2 separate regions of the Mus musculus genome follow, and region 1 is linked to region 2. The links are chromatin contacts, called in public capture Hi-C maps. All regions are on one chromosome and are shown on one strand. The core of a region is the stretch at or near the end of the contact, and the rest is flanking DNA. Distances in the headings are between cores, read along the strand shown. Region 1 has its middle 38 kb from the start of Gm1667. Region 2 overlaps Aldh4a1 (aldehyde dehydrogenase 4 family, member A1).

Region 1 (7,179 bases), core at 89-2,588, 230 kb after region 2:
TCCTGGTGGCTGCCTGTGCCTGCTTTCTTATAGACCTCAGGACCACCAGACCACAACGGGCTGGGTCTTCCTCCATCAGTCACTGATTTAAAAAATGCCCTGCAGGCTTGCCTACAGCAGGACCTTATGGAGGCACTTTCTCAAATGAGGCTCCTTCCTCTCAGGTGACATCAGCTTATGTCAGTTGACATAAAATTAGCCGGTCGGATGATGTGACCTGGGAGTATAAACAGAAATAACTCTTTCCTTCTCCGAGTTGCTTTCGGTCACAACGAAGCAACACGAGGAAACCAGGATGCCTGCTGATCTTATTCTTATTTTTCATTAAAATTTTTTTTAGATTGATTGATTTTGTTTATCTGGATGGGAGTTTTGCCTGAGTGTATGTATGTCTGATCCATGAATGTCAGGAGAGGGTGACAAATCCCTGTGAGCCACCATATGGGCGCTGGGAATGGAACAAAGATCCTCTGTAAGAGCAGGCCACGCTCTCTCCTGCTTTAGGCCCCTGTTTCTCCTTTTGTGTCACAATTAGCTGGGTTTATGAATTTCTATACTTTCCTCTAAAACCTCATGCTTTGTGGGGTGATGGGGGTCTGGTGAGCCACTGGGGTGTCAGGTATCTCTCAACCACTTCTGGGACCAAGGCAGGAAAAGGGACAAGAGACATACACTATAAAATGGTTGGATGTAGGTCTGGGGTGACACTGTTGATAAGGGTTAAGACATGTGAGGAGTCACTCAACGGTGGCAAAGTCAGGCTGCTGGGGGGCGGATGGGGAGCATGCAGTGCTCTGAGCTCCAGCTATAGGGTGCTCATGCCAGTGACTCATCAGGGAACACTGGCGTCTCTACGTCGTCAACACTGGCCTGCTACATCTATCTGTCCGTGCAAGCAGGTTTACATACCGAGGTGGGGGATGGATGCTCTGTGGCTTTGGATGGCGCCAGTCAGCCACCTCTCCTGGTTTGACTCACACATCTCAGGTGACCTGGGCCTGGGTCTTGTAGGGCTGTGGTTTAGTTGGCCCAACAGAGAGAGCTGGGATTCAACCTCATGGAGGATGCTGGGCTGTCAAAAGTGGTTCATTTTCTTCCTTAGCTCTGTTCAGGAGAGGGAGGGAGGAGGAGGCAGTGCCCCTGGGGCTTGGTGCAGGGGTGAAGGAGGAAGAGACCAATCACAGTTGGCTAAGTGATGCAGGGGTGGGGGGGCACAGCACCCCTCCCCTGCCCTGCTCAAGGTACCCCCTGCAGCTGGCGTTCCTGTCCTCAGGCAAGCCCATTCATCCTCAGCTGAAGGAGGTGTCTCTGCAGTCATGACCCCAGTGTTTTTATGAGTTTATAAACTGCGGAGACTGGCTGCTGGGCCTCCAGGCTGTTAACAGACCATCACACAGGTCATGCTCTGCCTCGTTTTATGGGGTGCTGGGCAGGAAGGATTCTCCTTAGATGCCCTCTACCTGGGCCTCTGACTCCTCTCCGGAAGTTTCTAGAAGCCACTGGTGCCTTCCCTACGGAGATGGGTTCCCAGTCTCAACTCAGAGATAAAAGGAGACAAGAGGTGGGAGTTGGGAGGGATTGGGGGGGAGGGAGATGAGAAACACTTCCATTGCCCACCTCCTGCTTTGCCCACCTCCCACTTTGCGCATGAGCATCATACTGGTGCCTGGGACCTTTCAGTGACCAGTAAGCCTGGCCTCTGGGGAGAGGATCAGTGCAAGAGGGCAGGTCATGACCGAGGCCCCAGATAGGGCAACTTCTCTATGGCCCCCCCCCCAGGGACAACTATTCCCTTCTCTGTAGCCCAGAAGCAGACTGAGGCAAGGACAAAGGAGGCCAGGCACGGGAAACTGGGGAGGACCGGCATGGCGGGAGGTGTTGTGTGAGCCCTGCTGCTGAGGCTGGGACTCATCGTGAGGCCCTGGCTTCAGCCTCTCAGTATGGGGCAGGTTTCAGGGAGAAACTGGAGGGTGATTGATTCCCAACCACAAAGTGGCCGAATGGCTTGGCTTGTGACATGCTTCACATAACAGGGATCTGACATGGCCCACACCGGCCTGATCCCAAAGCTTGGTTTCCTCTTGCTGCCTGTGCAGGTGTGGGAGCTGGCACAGTAGGTGTGCAGGTGTGGGAGCTGGCACAGTAGGTGTGCAGGTGTGGGGGAGAGCACAGTAGGTGGGCAGGTGTGGGGGAGAGCACAGTAGGTGAGCAGGTGTAGGGGTGAGCACAGTAGGTGGGCAGGTGTGGGGGAGAGCACAGTAGGTGAGCAGGTGTGGGGGAGAGCACAGTAGGTGAGCAGGTGTGGGGGAGAGCACAGTAGGTTAGCAGGTGTGGGGGAGAGCATAGTAGGTGAGCAGGTATGGTTGATGAACAAATGAATCTGCCGTGGCTGGATTTCCATGACAAGCCATGGAAAAGAAGTGAAGAAGGCAAAGACTGCAGAGGGTCTCTCCTATCTACCGCCAAGGGGCCAACCCGCTTCAAACATACAACTTCCCCTCTACCCAGGGAGGCTCAGCCAGTTTTATGTGGGCACAAGGCACCTTGTAGATGGTAATAATGCTGGCAAGATGGTAATGGTGAAGAAGATGATGATGGAGATAGTAACAGTGTTTACGGTGAGAATAGTAACGGGAGAGGGTGTGATGAGAGCAGTGGTGGAGATGATGATGGAGATGATGGAGAAGATGATGCAGATGATGATGGAGAAGATGGAGATGGTGATGGAGATGATGGAGATGGTGATGATAATGATGGTGGTGATGGCAGAAATGACAGTGGAGATGATGATGGGGCTTGTGGTGGCAATGAGGATGATGGAGATAGTGGAGATGATCCACTATCATCTCCACTATCTGAAGAAGTGATGAAGGAGGTGATGATGGAGATGGTAATAAAGATGGCAATGATAGTGAAGATGATGAATTAGCTCTTATTGCATGCTCTCTCTATCCCAAGACTTGGATCCCAGCTCTGTTGCGACCTAATAAATCACCTGTCTTCCACCCTCTCCACATCACTGTTTCTTACACTGTGCTTTGGGAGGGTTTTTTTGTTTGTTTGTTTTGAAATTGTTACTTCACTTGTAAAACTGAGTCCTGGCAGCACATGAGACCTGCACAGGACTAAGGAAGGAAGGAGGGGCACGGTGCGGACCCGCCTCCAAGACCCGCCTCCAAGACCCGCCTCCAAGACCCGCCTCCTAGACCCGCCTCCCAGCGCTGGCCACCCGTGGTTCAGCTCACATCAGCTCCTAGCCAGTCTGAGAAGCCAGTACAACGGCACACAGCATCCATCTCCCATGCAATCTCCATGGTTCCTCTCGCTGAGTGTGCCACCTTGTACAGATTCAAACACTCAGAGAAGCTAAGTGACCGGCCCATGGTCACACAGCCGCTGACGTTGGGTTTCTCGTTTCTCCTAATTAGCTAGCCCAAATTTCGTGGTCCAGACTGATCTCTATCGCAGTGGCCTCACATGCCTGGCTGACTGGGTTCTGCCCTGCGGCCTTTCTCTGCCAGGACTGGTCACATGGCAGTGGCTGGAGCTGGTACATCCCAGAGGCCTGGCACCCTCTCAGCCCCAGCTCAGGCTGAGCTCAAAGGGTATCTGATGGAGCATCCTACCTGTGGCAACTGGAACCGGGTAACAGGGCAGCCGAGGTGCGACTGTCTGAGAAGGCCAAGGCACTGGCAGACGATCTAAGACTGGAGGATGCCCACAGCCTTGGGACCTGTGCAAAGCTGCAGCTCTGTGTTCTGTGGGTCAGGATGAGAGCAGGCAGGTAGATTTGAGGGAAGAGAAAGTGACTTGCCCCTTGAGGAGAAGCTCAGAGATTACAGGCCCTTTATAATTAGCCTCGTTGGGCCCAGCTAGAGCCCGAGTATCTAAGCTCAAGGCTCTTCCATACTTACCACTCTGCACTGCCCAGTCTCTAAGGGTTTCCCTGTGGCCTCTCTCCAGTCTGTGCTGGAGAAAGTGGCCTTTTCTACATGTTAATCCTCTTGAGCTCAGACTCACTCTCCTTCCAGGTTCTGCTAGGGACCTGCAAATGGAACCTGATGCCAGCAGCCACCAGAGGGCAGCAGAGTCAAGGCTCTGCTGTGGCTGGGCTGTGGAGCCTCTCTTCTGGGGTCTCATGATCACCATGGTGGCCCAGCAGACTGCAGTAAGGGTCTGGCTGTGACCTTGGCCAGTCCCGAGGCTCCGTGTTCCTGATTGTATCAGGGAGTTGCTTGGCATCTGAAGCGAGTGGGGAACCCACAGAGGGGAGGGAAGGCTGGCTGGCGTCTCTACACTCGCAGGCCTAGACTCTGTCTCCTTGTATATACTGATGTGGGACCCCAGGCTCTGGGCTGAAGAGGGCTCGGCATCTCTCTGGGACCTACCAGTTGGACAAGGGAGGTTTGTGCTCCTGACTGAAACCTCCATTTCCTGACATATTCTTCCCAGTGAGCCAGTGGATGAAAACTCAGAGCCTACCGGGAATGGGGAGTGCACCCAGGCCTGCATCCCTCCCTAAAATTGCAAAAGAAGTGTGTGTGTGTGTGTGTGTGTGTGTGTGCGCAAACGTGTGTATGTGTGTATATGTGTATGCTTATATGTGTACATATATGTATGTATATGCATATATATGTACGTACATATACACAAGTAATATATGTATATATGTAATAGATACATAATTTTATATATATGTATGTATGTGCATACATATGCGCACATATACTATATATATGTATATGTATATGTGTATATGTGTATGTGTGTATGTGTGTATGTGTGTAGGTGTGTATATGTGTATATGTGTATATATATATATATATGTATATATGAAACAGAAATAAGATATGTGGATGATTTGACCTGGCTGAGCAGGTATGGGGACTTTGGAGTCCAGCTGTGGTCCCAGGGCAAGTCCTTAAGCCCACTGTTCCCTGAGGCTGTCTGCTCTTCTATCTGGTGATATTTGTCCCTTGGTCCTATGGTCATTGATATGTCTGATGTACCTGAGGATCCAGCCGGGCAGCTTGTAGACATCTTGACAGAAGTGACCATCCCTTATGGCAGGTGTCAAGTGTCATGACCGGTCTGGTTGACTCCTTTTCTTCAGACCGACCCCCACAAAGGAGAGGAAACTTGTCTCTAATTACAGGTGGGCAGGCTGAGACCGCTGAGCTTTAGACGGATGGCTGACAGCCATGATGTTCTCGGTGGCAGAGGCGGGATCTGAACCCAGGTTCAGGGGACTAAATGCTTTCCTACTCTACAGTAAATAGAGGTTGAATGAATTAATGAATTAATGAATGAGTGACTAAATGACTAATGAAGGGTCCTTAACCTGGTATCTTTGTTTCGTTTTGTTTTTACCGTTGCTGAGATAAAATACTCGGACAAGCTGAATGCGGTGGTGCTCACCTTTAATCCCAATACCTGGGAGGCAGAGGAAGGTGAGTCTCTGTGAGTTCGAGGCCAGCCTGGTCTATAAAGCGAGTTCTAGGTCAGCTAGGGCTACCTAGTGAGACCTCAGACAAAAACAACTTAAAGGAGAAAGGGTTTTACTTCTTTCAGCTCCCTGCTCAAGGTGCAGTCCATCAGAGTCAGGAGGCCGAGGCAGCTGGTCACCCTGGTCCTCAGTCAGAGGAAGAGAGAAGAACTAGAGCTCAACTCACTCTCCTTCCCTCATAGAGCCCGGGATTCCCTGCCTAAGGAATGGTACCGCCCACAGTGGTTGGGTTTTCCCACCTCAGTGAACATAATCAAGATAACCTCTCACAAACATGCCCAGAGGCCCTTTACCCAGGGGATGCTTTTATTTTTTATCTATTTAGTTTTATATCCCTATCCCAGTCACACCCTCCTACAATCTTTTCCCCAACCCTCCCCTTCTCCTCTGATCAAGTGGGGGCTCCCTGAGTATCCCCCCACCCTGACATATCAGGTCTCTGAGGGGCTAGGCGCATCCTCTCCCATTGAGGCCAGACAAGGCAGCCCAGCTATAAGAACATATCCCATGTACAGGCAAAGGCTTTTGGGACATCCCCCACTCCAGTTGTTTGCAATCCACGAAGACCAAGCTGTACATCTGCTGCATATGTGTGGGGAGACCCAGATCCAGTCTGTGTGTGTTCTTCGGTTGGTAGTTCAGTCTCTGAGAGCCCTAAGGGTCCAGGTTAGTTGATTCTGTTGGTCTTCCTGTGGAGTTCCTGTCCCTTTAGGGATCCAAAATCCTTCCTTCTATTCTTCTGTAAGAGCCCCATCCACTGTTTGGTTGTGGGTGTCTGCATCTGTCTGAGTCAGGTGCTGGGGGAGCCCCTCAGAGGATGGTTATGCTAGACTCCTGTCTGCAAGCATAGCAGAATATCATTAATGGTGCAAGAGATTGGAGCTTGCCCATGGGATGGGTCTCAAGGTGGGCTTGTTATTGGTTGGCCACTCCCTCAGTCTCTGATCCATCCCCCTTGCCTGCATTTCTTGTAGACAGGATAAATTTTGGGTCAAAAGGTGTGTAGGTGGGTTGGTGTCCCTATGGCTCCACTGGGGTTCCTGCCTGGCTACAGGAGGTAGCCTCTTCAGGTTCCATATCCCCAGTACTGTGAATCACAGCGAAGGTCACTCCCATTGATTCTTGGGCGCCTCCCTTATCCCAGGTCTGTGTCACATACGCATAAGTGGATGTTAGCCATGAAATACAGGACACCCATGCTACACTGTACAGACCAATGAAGCTAACCAAGAAGGAAGGCCCAAGCGAGGATGCTTGAATCTCATTTAGAAGGGGGAATAAAATAGTCATAGGAGGCAGATGGAGGGAGGAAACTGGGTGGGAGAGGGGATCCGGAGGGGAATAGGGGATGGGGTTCAGTATCAGGTGTGGGGAGGGACAGGAGAGATGCCCAGATGGCTATGAGAATGAATGGAAATCTGATAGGGATGAGGAGGTGGGGGTGGGGGCGGGCATCCCCAGGATGTGATACCCAGGAGATTTTAACTTGTGTCAAGCTGACAGTTAGTAGCAACCATCACACCTGGAGAAGGCTGTGTGGGGCACAGTGAAGGTGGAGATGCTCCGTTCATGTGGAGCCCAGGGGGACAACCGCAGCTTTGTCAACTGCTACAAACCAGTCTCTCAGGGACACCAGGCTCAGGGGCCAAGGCAGACATCCACCTGCATCAATC
Region 2 (6,877 bases), core at 3,338-5,837:
TTGGCTGCCAGGAAAGAGTGGGACCTGAAGCCCATGGCAGACCGGGCCCAGGTCTTCCTGAAGGCGGCAGATATGCTGAGTGGGCCCCGAAGGGCGGAAGTCCTTGCCAAGACCATGGTGGGACAGGTGAGGATGGACAGGCCCCGTCAGGCTCTGTCAGGCTGTCAGACTCCATTCCTGACACCAGACATTAGCTGAACAGCTTCTGTGTGCCAGGAGCTGTCGGGGACTTGGAGATGCTCCCCAGAAACAAGGCTGTAACATAGGTTACCAGATGCGGCCGACAATGGTGAGCCCATGTGTCCCACCATGGCCTATCACCTCCCCTTCAGTCCTGCCATCCTACTCCAGGCCACACCTTTGTCATTTCAGGCCCTCCTAGTGGCCAGCCTTCTGACATCACTGCATGGCACTGCCATCCACAGAGGTGTCAGGCAGCCTGCACAGCCAGCCTGGGACACATGGGGCTCACACACTGCAGGTCGGAACTTGTGCCAGCCTCTCTGCCTTCAGCTCAGCCAGGCCCCCCTGCAGCCCTCAGTGGGCGCTCTTAAACAACCACAGAGTTGCTCCTGACCCAGGGACTGCCAGGGTCTCTGCCGGGTCCTCACCCCATTGGGCCCCTCTACCCTTCTTCTGTCTTGTTTTTCAGTACTCTTAAGTTTCCTGCGAGGCTGTTTTGCCTTTGATGGAGTGAGTTTGGGCTTAGCAGGAGTCTGTGGGGAAGCTCAGACTCCCTCTGGCTCTGCCCAGTGTCCCCTGCCTAGAGGGGACTCTGACCATCTGGCCTGGCTCTATTTTGTCCTCTAAGGGGCTTCCTGGAATTCCAGGCTCAGAAGGGCCATTCTGCCCCAGTCTGGAGCTGTGTGTGTGGTGTCAGTTATAGTTAAAGCTCAGGCCGCAGTGGGCTGTTAATTGTATATTTACTGCCCATGTGAGAGGTGTCTTGCTTGATATTCATCTTTAAGTTGTCAAATGAAAAATGGGATTTTGAGAAATGGTTTTGTAGAGTGAGCAGCACACTGCACTGAGGACGGAGTCATGGAGAGAGGTTTAGTCTGCTCCAGGAAATGCTCACCTGAATTCCTTAAGAATTAACAGCCACCAAAACCCCAGGCTGCCCACCTACTCACCCAGCTCTGTGACAAGAGCGCCCTCTGCTGCGTGGAGGTGGGATGACAGCTCCTCGCCTTCCCTTCAGAGTTGCGATTGTGATGAGACATCGTCATGTGTGGTTGTCACAGCCTTTTTGTTTGGCTTGAGATTCAAGGGATTTTAGGAAGCACCCTGAAGGTCTTAGATTCAAGGGATTTTAGGAAGCACCCTGAAGGTCTTAGTCTCCTACGCTACACACTCTAACAATATGCCAAAGAATTATGAACCGCGTACCTCTGCAAGATGGTCAGAGGTCTGAGAATCAGGTCCTTTCCCTCCTCAGTCCTGGGGCAAGGCATGGTCAGCCCATTGGAGGTTTTGTTCCCTTCTCTGAGCTGGCTCTGGCCTGTCTGGTGTCATTGAAGCTGGGCCGCCATCCTAACAGGGCAAGACCGTGATCCAAGCAGAGATCGATGCTGCAGCCGAACTCATCGACTTCTTCAGGTTCAACGCAAAGTTCGCCGTGGAACTGGAGGGGGAACAGCCCATCAGTGTGCCACCCAGCACCAACCACACGGTGTACCGGGGACTGGAGGTACTGCAGGGCAGGCAGTGAGCCACAGGGCCTCCTAGGAGCATTGAGCTTCATCTCACAAGCTCCCTCTCCCTCAGGGCTTCGTGGCGGCCATCTCTCCCTTCAACTTCACCGCGATTGGAGGCAACCTGGCAGGCGCTCCGGCCTTAATGGTGAGGACCGGGGCCAGGGGCCAGTTAGTCACACCCCGGATCTCAAACCCAGTCTGCCCATAGTTATGGGAGAAGTACAGAGAGTAGCAGCTGGGGCTGTGGATACGTTTTTGGGTTCCAGCTCTTGGTTTATCTTACAGCCTTGTCCATTTGTGGGAGACCAGGGCAGAACCCAAGCTGAGAGGCACAGTTTCCTCCTCCATTCAGCAGGAGCAATAGCATGTGTGTGCGTGTGTGTGTGTGTGTGTGTGTGTGTGTGTGTGTGTGTATCAGGGCTCACACCATCAACTCACAAAGATTGAGATATGCTAGATGCCAGGCAGATCCAGCCAAGACTGAGCCATGGATCTGACAGCTGCTGCTGCTGTTGCTGGTGACCTAGAGGACTCATATGTGTGGCAGCCATTGACACTGTGTGCTAACGATGTCAGTTAACTTGAAAAGCTATGAGAGGGGTGGCTGCCCCTGTGCCTCTTTGCCAGGTGATACCTGAGATGCCCATTAGGAACTTGTGGAGGGATAGATAGGAATTTGGAGTCTGGAGCTCTGAACTGAAAGCCACAGGTCTTCTGTCATTGTTGAGAGAAGGCACCTGTACCTGAGGGAGCTCCCAGGCTGATGTGGGGGATCCAAAAGCCTGCCAGGAAGAGAGCTGGTGTTGGTCCAGCAGCCTGGACCTTAGGCATGGCGTTTGTGCTCTCTGTGCATGCACAGGGACAGCCTCGTGCATTGTGGATCGGGCCCTCCTGGTGCCTATGAGGCTGCACGTGCTCTGACTCAGCGCACGTGCATGTAGTGTGTGCGTACTTGTCCAGCCACACCCTGGGATGTCCCAGAACACTGGGAACAGTCGTAACCTGGAATGAAGGCAAGACTCGGCCCAGGCTTGCAGGGAAAGGGGGCCCAGGCCAGAGTGAGAGGTGAAGACTGGGGTCTCCATGGCAGGGGCCTCTGGAAAACAGCACAAACAGTGCTGTGAGCTTGACAGCACAGTGAGCTTGGATAGGGTCTGAATCAGGTTCCCATAGGGGTGACCGTGCTGTGCAGCGGGATACATGCTGGCATGGTTGGTCTTTCGCCACCTTGTGAATCATGTTTGACACCTTTATGACAGGGCAACGTGGTTCTGTGGAAGCCCAGTGACACTGCCATGCTGGCTAGCTACGCCGTCTACCGCATCCTCCGGGAGGCCGGCTTGCCCCCCAACATAATCCAGTTTGTGCCAGCCGACGGGCCAACCTTCGGGGACACAGTCACCAGCTCAGAGCACCTTTGTGGCATCAATTTTACAGGCAGTGTCCCGTAAGTCCCTGAGGGGGTGGGACGGGACATGGGGTGTAGGGATATGAGCTGATGTTTGCGGCTGTGAACCCAGCGGTCACACGCTGGCCTTGCCCACTCCCTCTGTGTGAGCATGGGCGAGCCACTGTGCCGAATGAGAGTGGAGGGGTCCCTATCTTGGTGAATCTTTGAAAGGATGGAAAAGGTGAACCATTGTGTGGGCTGGAAACACAGCCCGTGGCTGAGGACAGCCTCCCACCACAGAGGGCATGAACGGGTGAGCTGGAAACAGGAGATGCTGGGCCTGCATTGTGGAGGAGGCACCCCCGTGGAAGGTTGGCTAGGCAGAGGTGAGGAGGTGGGAACAGGGTTATAGGAAGGAGGAGGATACTAAGGGGGCCTGCTGGCTAAGCCTGTGATACTTTGCAGGGCGTGTCCCCTGGGCCTGGAGGGTGGAGTCAGAGGGGCAGACCAGGCATCAGCACGCAGACTCAGCAAGTGTCTTCCAACCCCCAACCCCCAACACCCCCCACCCCCCCCCCCCCGAAGCACAGAGTTCTGTGTCAAGGCTGGAGATAAGTTAGCTATGAGGTCAAGGTCCCTGCTCGCCACCTGTCCACTCCGCCTCCCTGGGTCCCATCTTTCAGATTTGGCCCAGCAGCTCCTAGGAGTCTTCCGAATCTGCAGAGGTGTGTGTGGGCTGCACGCGGAAGGTGGTGGGAGACGCGGAAGGTTCTAGGGAATTGGTCTAAGCACTGTACTGTTTCAGGCTGGGGTTGCCCATTGGATCTAAGAGGGGCTAGCTTTGTTTTCTTGGATTCCTAAGAGCCATAGCCCGGACATGTCTAATTGGGAGTGTTTTATCTTTTAAACCTTATGTGGTGTATGTTCCGGTCCCCCTGGGCCTGCACGTCTCATTAGCTAGAGGTGGACAACACTTTGTAGCTTCCTCAGACCCTCTCCATACCTGGGTCTGTGTATCCCAGGTCTGCCCACTGTTTGCCCTCCTCTCCTGTCTGTACTCTCTCCTAGGATTCGGCTTCAAAAGGTCTGGAAGTTGGGAGCTTCAGGGATTGGGATAATAGCTATGGATCATGTAGAGATCTCAGAGCCTAGGGCATAGTACACCAAGCAGGGTGGTGAGCCAGTGGGGGTCTGCAGCCAGGGTCTGAGTCCGGGACAGTCTGGCCTCGGTAGGAAGAGGGATTGATACTGTCAGGGTATACAGGCTTGGGGGCAGTTGAGTCATGTGTAGGTCACTGACTGAGGAGCTTTCTGGTCGAGTGGGTGGAGCTGACTGGGACAGCCCCGTGTCCCATTTAGCATCTGCAGCCCTTACTGTGTGGCACCTGCAATGGCGTCTCTGCACCCTCCGTGCCTGGTTCGCCAGTGTGGGTGGTTGGTAGCTTGAGGAGTGCTGACAGGGCCTTTTCCCCAGAGGCCTGTCCTGCCAGTGCTCGGGTCTCTGCCTGTTAGCAGGCAGAGAGAGGGCCTGGCCCCCTGTTTGCTACGCTCTAGCAAGCTGCTAGGCCGAAGGTAGCAAAGTCATAAATTACCGTTAGCTGCTGTGCCGGGTGATTAGCATTTTTATTGTTTTGTGGTGTTGAGGTTGGTCACAGTGAAGCCCGGGGAGGAGGCTTGTGTCTCAGGGGCGGCAGGTCCGGGTGGCCTGAGCTGTTGGTTTGGTCTGTCAGGCCAGGCCCTGGGCCAGGATGCTCCCCATAGCCACCGAGGTGTGTGTTGCTTTTGAGCGACTGCAGTGTGCCCAGCGTGAGCCTAAGTTCGGGCTTATTCTGGAACGCCTGTGGGCCGAGCTCATTCTTCAGGTGAGGTGCAGAATTGGAGGCTTGGCGACACTTCACACAGCCCTGTGTCAGAGCCCGGGACCAGCACTATCTGTTTTCACATCTGGGCCTTCTGGGTGCCACCCCACCCCCATCACAGCTGCCAGTATCCACTTAGTTCCTCCTGGTACTACCGTGACCCCTGCACACCCGCCTTAGGCATTTCCCCCAGGTCTTTTTAGCCTCTTCCTCTCGTGGCTTCTTGACACTGTGTCTCTTGGTTCTAGCACCTTCAAACACCTGTGGAGGCAGGTGGCCCAGAACCTGGACCGGTTCCGTACCTTCCCACGCTTGGCTGGAGGTGAGCCCCGCCCCTCACACGCTTCCAGGGACCCCCCCTTCCTGAGCCATTATGAGCAACCAGGAGAAAGAGAAGGGTCACTTGGATCTTCTTGGGATCCTTTGAGCCAACAATGGGGACTTCTCTATCAGCCTGCACAGTGACACTCCTCCCCCCCCCCCCCGCCCCCGGAGCTATGTGTGAGCATGAAACACCTAATCATGCCTGTGGCGGGGACTGAAAGCTGTGTTCCTTTTTGGACCTGTGTTGGTGGCACACATGACTCAGGGCTGCTGTGTGGAAAGCACGGGTCTGAGCAGGGGAGGAAGGAGCCCATTTGTGGGTGTGGAGGGGGGACAGGAAAGGAGGAAGCTAGCTGAGAGGACAGCAGCGTGGTCTCTCATCAGCAGTGGTAACTCTCTCCCTGAGAAACCATTCTCTGATCACAAACACTTGATGCACGTTGTGAGGCAAAGCCAATGGACTCTCCTCCTCCAGGGTTTCTCAGAGCTTTTAGTACTCCATTTATATCCTCAGAGAGTATAACTGGCTATGCAGTGTTTCCCGGACTCCCTGGGCCACGGAACCCCATTTTGCACAGTCCCCGTGGGGCCAGGAGTTGTAGAACACACTTTGCTGAGACCTCAGAGAACTTCTGCCTGGGGTGCACTTGACAGTAGAAGCCGGGACTGATGATGGCTCAGCCTTCTAACCCCTAGTGTGAGGTGGGACCCATGGGAGGCCCTTCCTGAGTTAGCTGGCCTCTGATGTGTGCCTGGGTTGCCCATAGCAACTGAGCTTCTCAGTTATGGACTTATGAACTCTGCAGGGGAGGGGGCAACCTCTCCTTCATGTGGGCCATGGCCCACCCTGGAGCCAGTGGCTGCATCAAGGCTTCTCAGTGTATTCATCTTTGAGATGGGGGCAGGACAATGGAAGTGGTCCTCAAGACTTGGGCAGACTGATAGTTAGGAACAGCACCTCCAGCACCTGGCAGGTGGTGTGTGCTTTTGGCTGTCTGATGTAACTTGTTTCTGAGCCGGTAAACTGAGGCTGGAGGGTGCCATGACCTGTCTGAAGGTCATGTAAAGGAGTAGATGGGTCCGCTCCCCCGCGCCCCCCCCCCCCGTAGGTTTCAGGAAAGCCTGGCCCGCCTTTAGGAATGGGTGGGCGGGCCCTTGGGAGCTTGGCTTGTGGTGCTCTTTTGGTTTTCTCTGTGATGGGGAGTTGGTGCCTGCCGAAGCCCTGTGTTTTCCTGTTCCCTCCCCCAGCCTTGCTTCCCCAACTATGGAGTGGAGCAGGTCTGGCTTGTGGCTCCCTCTCCCTCTCTTCTGCTGAGTGTGGCGCTGCGGATGGGTGTGGGCGGTGGTCCGGGCCGCACCCAGTGATGGCCACACTCTGTGCCCTGCAGAGTGTGGCGGGAAGAATTTCCATTTTGTGCACAGCTCGGCCGACGTGGACAGCGTGGTGAGCGGGACGCTGCGCTCGGCATTCGAGTACGGCGGCCAGAAGTGCTCAGCCTGCTCGCGCCTCTACGTGCCGAAGTCGCTGTGGCCGCAGATCAAAGGGCGACTGCTGGAGGAACACAGCAGGATCAAAGTGGGGGATGTGAGTGGGGCCTTGGCTCTCA

Evidence for each region. Capture Hi-C pulls out chosen DNA fragments and counts their contacts.
Region 1: a capture Hi-C map of embryonic tail shows a contact between it and region 2, with 5 times the contacts expected there. The contact joins two enhancer-like sites. A contact is called at or near these places in 7 of 39 promoter capture datasets (the C10 cell line, HPC-7-derived erythroid cells, cranial neural crest and 4 more), 6 of 15 datasets of contacts at CTCF or cohesin (the NIH/3T3 cell line, embryonic stem cells, hippocampal excitatory neurons and 3 more), 141 of 484 Hi-C or Micro-C datasets (the 63-12 cell line, the AML12 cell line, B cells and 71 more), 22 of 115 datasets of contacts at active chromatin or transcription factors (the HPC-7 cell line, Th17 cells, acute myeloid leukemia and 14 more) and 5 of 9 other capture datasets (adipose tissue, embryonic stem cells, embryonic tail and 2 more).

The regions. Positions count from the first base shown.
Region 1 is chr4:139,868,708-139,875,886 of GRCm38.p6, forward strand. No RefSeq gene overlaps it. Among named protein-coding and RNA genes, the nearest start is that of Gm1667, 38 kb to the right of the region's middle. Within about 2 kb of position 1,339, at least 11 of the 459 cell types and tissues checked have an H3K27ac peak or open chromatin away from gene starts, as enhancers often do. A contact at or near this core is called in embryonic tail, where this site is marked.
Region 2 is chr4:139,635,419-139,642,295 of GRCm38.p6, forward strand. Aldh4a1 (aldehyde dehydrogenase 4 family, member A1) reads left to right here. Exons shown (of 15, transcript NM_175438.4): 5 at 1-126; 6 at 1,541-1,690; 7 at 1,768-1,842; 8 at 2,957-3,144; 9 at 5,195-5,268; 10 at 6,659-6,855. Among named protein-coding and RNA genes, the nearest start is that of Mir7020, 5.2 kb to the right of the region's middle. Within about 2 kb of position 4,588, at least 44 of the 459 cell types and tissues checked have an H3K27ac peak or open chromatin away from gene starts, as enhancers often do. A contact at or near this core is called in embryonic tail, where this site is marked.